Regions from separate parts of the Triticum aestivum genome. Here region 2 is linked to region 1. The links are chromatin contacts, called in public Hi-C maps. All regions are on one chromosome and are shown on one strand. Each heading gives the region's core, a stretch centred on a gene start, on an enhancer-like site or on the middle of the called end of the contact. The rest is flanking DNA. Distances are from core to core; before and after follow the strand shown.

Region 1 (2,747 bases), core at 99-2,598:
GTGAGTGCCCATGTGAGTTTGCTTGGTATTCTGCCGCCGTTTTTTTTTCTTCTCTCCTTTTTGTAATTTTACAGAAAATAACAAAAACTGATTGTAACTTTAAAAATCTTTGTATTTTCAAATTTTGTTCATATTTTAAATAATGCTTGAAATTTTAAAAAAATCGGATTTAAAATGAATTCGTAATTCAATAGAATGTTCGTAAACTTTAAAATTGTTCATATTTTTTTTAAAAAAAAGGGATTTAAAAACTATTCACTTTTCCAAAGGTTGTTCATTTTTGAATCTGATAGTCCATTCAAGTTTGTGAACTTGTTTTGAATTTATAAACCTTATTGATTTCGTGAATTTTGATTGAACATATTTTCTGTGTAGTGGAAAAAAGAAAAAATGGGAGGAAAACCCACTAATTGTACCTACGCTACTACATCATTCAGCCATCCAAGATATCGGGTCGTCCACACCACGCCAGCCAAGTAACCCGACGGGAGTGATCGCTTGATCGGGATAGCTGTGGGCGATACATGCCACTGCCCTGCTCCTGGTTGGTGGTCAAGGTGATGGGGAGGATCTCTCGAAGGCTTGACATAGCCTTTTTTGGTTTTGTTTTCTTTGTTTTTCGGCGAGACATAGCCGCGCCCCTTATTAATAGCCCCAAACTAGAAAATGGACCTGTCCCAGGCTCCGAGCAACGGTTATATGCAGCTATTTCATTCAGGGCCGCCCCCGTTACCCGCCAGGTCCAGATAATGCTAGTCCACAGGTCCACATTTTTGTCTTAAAAACAAAAAGGCCGCAACTGACAATTCCACGAACGAAAAGTCCAAAAGAAGCCGAAAGGCAGTATAGGCAATTTTCCTCCAAAAAAAAAGGAAAGGCAGAAGGCAAAGCACAACGCAAAAAAACCCATATTCTACCGAGGCAGGCAAGAAGCACAAAGCAAGCAACCAATTGACAGACGCCAGGAAACCCACACACACAGGTACCAGCCTAGACTACCAGTATTCCGAACTCTCCGTCACGTTGCAGTAACTTGTAAACTAGTGCAGGAACTTTGCCCAGCTGTCGCCCCGCATGTGCCCGTCCAATATTCAACCCCCTCGCCTTCCAGAGACATCGCCTAGTTTTTACCCACCTGCCGGGAAAGGATATTCCGCTTCTTTCCCAATAGAAAACTCCTCCGACGACCGGAAACCCCACCCCACCCTGCCCGCCCGCCTGCCGCTCCCACAGTGACGCAAAACGGTAGGTAGCGACGGGGACGGGATCACGGAGCGCGGTACGGTCCCCTTTTTTAGTAGTACCACCCCATGCCCATGGATGATTCTGCGGTGACCAGTGGCTTCCACGGGAAACAACACCGGAGCGCGCGACGTGGAGGCCGGGGGGCCGCTGCGTTATTCAAACCCGGGGCATTGCCCGTGCTGGCGTGGGCCGATAGGCGCCAGGCGATATAGAATAGAGCGGGTGAGGTGGTGATACCGATGCCACGGGCAGAAAGGAAAGGCCGGGCTTCCGGTCCGGTTCGGCGAGGGCGGAGAGCGACCCGGCTCCGATCCCATGCAGGCTGACTGACATGATCCACTCACGCCTGTGCGCGCTCAGGGAGACAGCGGAGCCGGCGAGCCTGACGGGCGCAACTGTGGGTGGCGTCCATTTGGCCGTCGCTCGTGGTGACATGTTTGTGGCGGGGATGTGCCTGGGATGATGGGAAGCCCTTCGCGATCGTGACCGCGCCGCTTGGCCGTCTAGAAAGCAGGAGTCCTGTCAGGTTTGTGCTCTTCCACCGGGAGGCTCTCGGGGCTTTGGCAGGGCAAGCACTGTTGGTCGTGCTACATCATCCCTTCTCACTTTCTTAGACAATCTGTGTTTATAATTGACATTTCCCCACAGCCGCCTCATCTCTAAGAAAAGCCTAGCCTACCATTGCCGAGCCACCAGTCTTTCTCGTCTCCGGTGAACTTAGGGCATCACATTGCGGTGGATCCCGACCCTTGCCGGTGAGAGGGCTTTGTTTTTAGAGAGATTTGTAAGCGCTTTGCGTCATTCTTAGCAAGACGAGACGGCGGCGGCTCTCTGGAGATTGAATAAAGTTCTCCCTGCCTAGGCCCCGTCCCGGTAGCGTGTTTATAGCATCGTCGATGGGCATGTGCAGGTGTGTCTGGCGGATTTGTCCTTGGTGAATTTGCTTGGATCTGGTCGTAATTCATCTATATTCGTGTGTCTTCAGGCTGAATCCTTCGGACCTACTCTACTCTTCACTGGCGCTCGTTGTTGTCCTGCTGCGTTGGTTCGGTGGGGCCTTAACACAATGACTTTCTCGCTATCTACTACAACAAGTTTTGGCCAGCTCTGGCGAGGGAGAGACAATGACGGTAGCACGTCTTCGACTCACTTCAGTGCTTGTAGTTGCCGCTAGGTGGTTTATAAGTCTGTATGTAATTTTTATTATTTCGGATGTTCGTTGTACTGCTATGATTGAAGATGAACAGATTGAAGATTTTCTGGCAAGAAAATTTTTTTGCAGTCTCCATACGTACTCCTTTTTGTACTTCCTCTGTACTGAAATATATGTCGTTTAAGGGTTTCATGTACAAATTTGGTTACGTTACGAAAATTTTGGAGTTTCCCAAAATGCCCCCCCCCACTCGCCAACGCATCACCTACTCGTTGCCCACACTCGTCATTCACCCATCTCCCTCCCTGTTGGGGATATTACTACGGGACGTAAACCGGCCAGGAGTAGC
Region 2 (2,747 bases), core at 169-2,668, 91 kb after region 1:
TTTTACTTCAACTACATTTAGTGAACTATATATGCTTTGAGCAGACAGAAAATAGTTGTAATATCCAAATATTTTTCACACTTACACCATTGGTACCCCTCATTGACGGTTCTACATTTTTTTGAGGGCAACACAATGGATTTCATTGCTCAATAGGAAGATTTACAGGAATGGTGTTTGGATCATAGGGCAGATCCGACCAAGTATGTCTACCTGCTGCAAAGAGAGCGAAAATCTAGCTAGATTGTGTGCTTCAGTGTTACAAGTTCTACCTTCAAACACAAAACTACAAGAAATAAAATCAACCATCCATTGTGTGATCTCCCTAATCATGACCCCATGCACAACTTCGGTCTTCATGAATATCATCAAGTATTGATCTGCAATCTGAGGCAGCATATAACCTTTGAACTCCCGGATCAACGGCGAGTTAGGGCCTCCCGACACGCAATGGCCTCAAGCGTTGTTGGTTCAGTTATCCCCTGGATCACAAAAGAAGACGGTCCTAAATATGTTCCATGATCATCTCGGCACACTACCGAAGTTGTTCCCCGGCCTAGTGGCACATCTTGAAGCCCATGTTGGGTCGACTGGATGGGCCAAACAGAAGGGGATTGCTTGTGGGCCCGTGTTCCAAGGCCCAAGAGTAAATGTGTTGTATAGAAAATCCCGTGAGCTGGGCGGGCCATAGCACGGGCTGGCCCTAACATAGCTCAGCCCCTGGATGTGTCGGCACTGTTGTATTCGGAAGATTAGATCTGACTGCATGCTCCATTTGCAAAAGTCGTCTATTACAGCCAAACCAATCTACAAGATAAATCATCACGAGGGACTGCGCGCCTCTGTCGCTCCGCTTGCGTGACGCCAACCCATCTGGAACGACGCGCCGAAAGTCAGAGGATTTCATGTCTATCCTGGTGTGCTCCAGAAGGATCGCGTACGCATAACCTTCCGTTTCAACTTTCCTGCATTATCTATCTACAAAGCTACAACGGACGCCTCATCGCCGTCCGTTTCGACCCCCTGCATTATCTATCCGCAAGCCTACAACGGCGCCCCATTGCCGCCTGTTTTCACGCTCAATTAAACTAGCCCACAGTATGCGGCTTTGCCACGTGATTCACGCGCACGTCTCCGTCGCAATTCGGCGGGGATAATAAGATAAGAAAAAAATGAGATAAAACCCCTTTAATCAACAAGAGGGGGCAATTTATTTTCCGCAATAAATTTTTTCCCAAGAAAACCCATGGCAGCCCTGAATTTCTATTTTCGGTGTAGAGCTGGTGTGTGCGCGGAGCTGAATGACTGTCCGGTGGGGGCAGTAACCCAATCCTCTGACCGGCTTGTCGCGCTCCGGCGGCAGCCACTTTAATGGCCCCGAGGCGACACCTGTCCCTCCCCCCACCTCGCCGCCGCGATCGCCTCCCGCAAAGCCGCACCAACTCCGCAGCAACACGCCCCCCGATGCTCCCCTCCCCCCCGCTCCGCCTTGTTTTCTAAACCAAAAATCTCGCCTTTCTGTAAAACTAGATTTCCCCTTGCTAATTCGGGTATTATACCGCCGGCTAATCACACTCCACCCGCTGTCGCCCGCCCCCTTGTTTATAAGCCCAGCCCCCCCTCCCTTGCCTTCTTTGTCGGTCGCCTTTGTGGGATAGAGTCGCCGAGAGAGACCGCCGGAGGAATTTTCGCTGCTGGTGGTGCGGGAGAGGGAGGGATCTTGGGGGAATTCGGTGTGGGGGTTGTGGTGTGAGGAGGAGGAGGGATGGAGATGCCGGGAGGGAGCGGCGGGGCCGGCGCGCTGGCCAGGCAGGGGTCGATCTACTCGCTGACGTTCGACGAGTTCCAGAGCGCGCTCGGCGGCGCCGGCAAGGACTTCGGGTCCATGAACATGGACGAGCTGCTCCGCAACATCTGGACGGCCGAGGAGTCCAACGCCATCGCGGCCACCCTGACGCCGGCCACCACGGCCGCCCCGGCGTCCAATGTCGACGCCCTGCCCCAGCCGCCGCCGCTGCAGCCGCAGCAGCAGGCCATCCTGCGCCAGGGCTCCATGACGCTGCCCCGCACGCTCAGCCAGATGACGGTCGACGAGGTCTGGCGCGACATCATGGGCTTCTGCGACGAGGAGCCGCCGGCGCCCCCCGCGCCGGCGCCGGCCCAGGCTCAGGCTCAGGCTCAGGCGGAGGCCCAGGCGCAGCGGCAGCAGACCCTGGGGCGGATGACGCTGGAGGAGTTCCTGGTGCGCGCCGGCGTGGTGCGGGAGGACATGGGGGGCCAGACCGTTGTCGTGCCGGCGCGGGCGCAGGCTCTGTTCCCTCAGGGCAATGTGGTCGCGCCGGCCATGCAGGTGGCGAACGGGGTGGTGCACGGAGTCGTCGGGCAGGGGCCTGGCGTGGCGATGACGGTGGCGGCGCCGACGACGCCGGGCGTGCTGAACGGGTTCGGCAAGATGGAGGGCGGGGATCTCTCGTCGCTGTCGCCGGTGCCGTATCCCTTCGACACCGTGACGAGGGCCAGGAAGGGGCCTACCGTCGAGAAGGTGGTCGAGAGGAGGCAGAGGCGCATGATCAAGAACCGGGAGTCCGCCGCCAGGTCCCGCCAGAGGAAGCAGGTGAAGCTCTCGTTCTTCAACCATACGCCTTTTGCTTAACTAATCTGAAATATTATCTGAACCCGAACCCAGGTTCACAGGGTGTCTATATCGGGTATGCCCCTCGGTCATGTTGTGTACTTTATTCGTTGAT

What was found. A called contact is a pair of places that touch in the nucleus more often than the background predicts.
Region 2: a Hi-C map of leaf shows a contact between it and region 1, with 4 times the contacts expected there. The contact joins the promoter of LOC123149675 here to the enhancer-like site in region 1. A contact is called at or near these places in 3 of 5 Hi-C or Micro-C datasets (all in leaf).

The regions. Positions count from the first base shown.
Region 1 is chr7A:130,091,418-130,094,164 of IWGSC CS RefSeq v2.1, forward strand. No RefSeq gene overlaps it. Among protein-coding and RNA genes, the nearest start is that of LOC123149675, 91 kb to the right of the region's middle. Within about 2 kb of position 1,349, at least 5 of the 8 cell types and tissues checked have an H3K27ac peak or open chromatin away from gene starts, as enhancers often do. A contact at or near this core is called in leaf, where this site is marked.
Region 2 is chr7A:130,182,689-130,185,435 of IWGSC CS RefSeq v2.1, forward strand. LOC123149675 (bZIP transcription factor 46) reads left to right here and starts at 1,419. Exons shown (of 4, transcript XM_044569382.1): 1 at 1,419-2,614. The coding sequence starts at 1,766.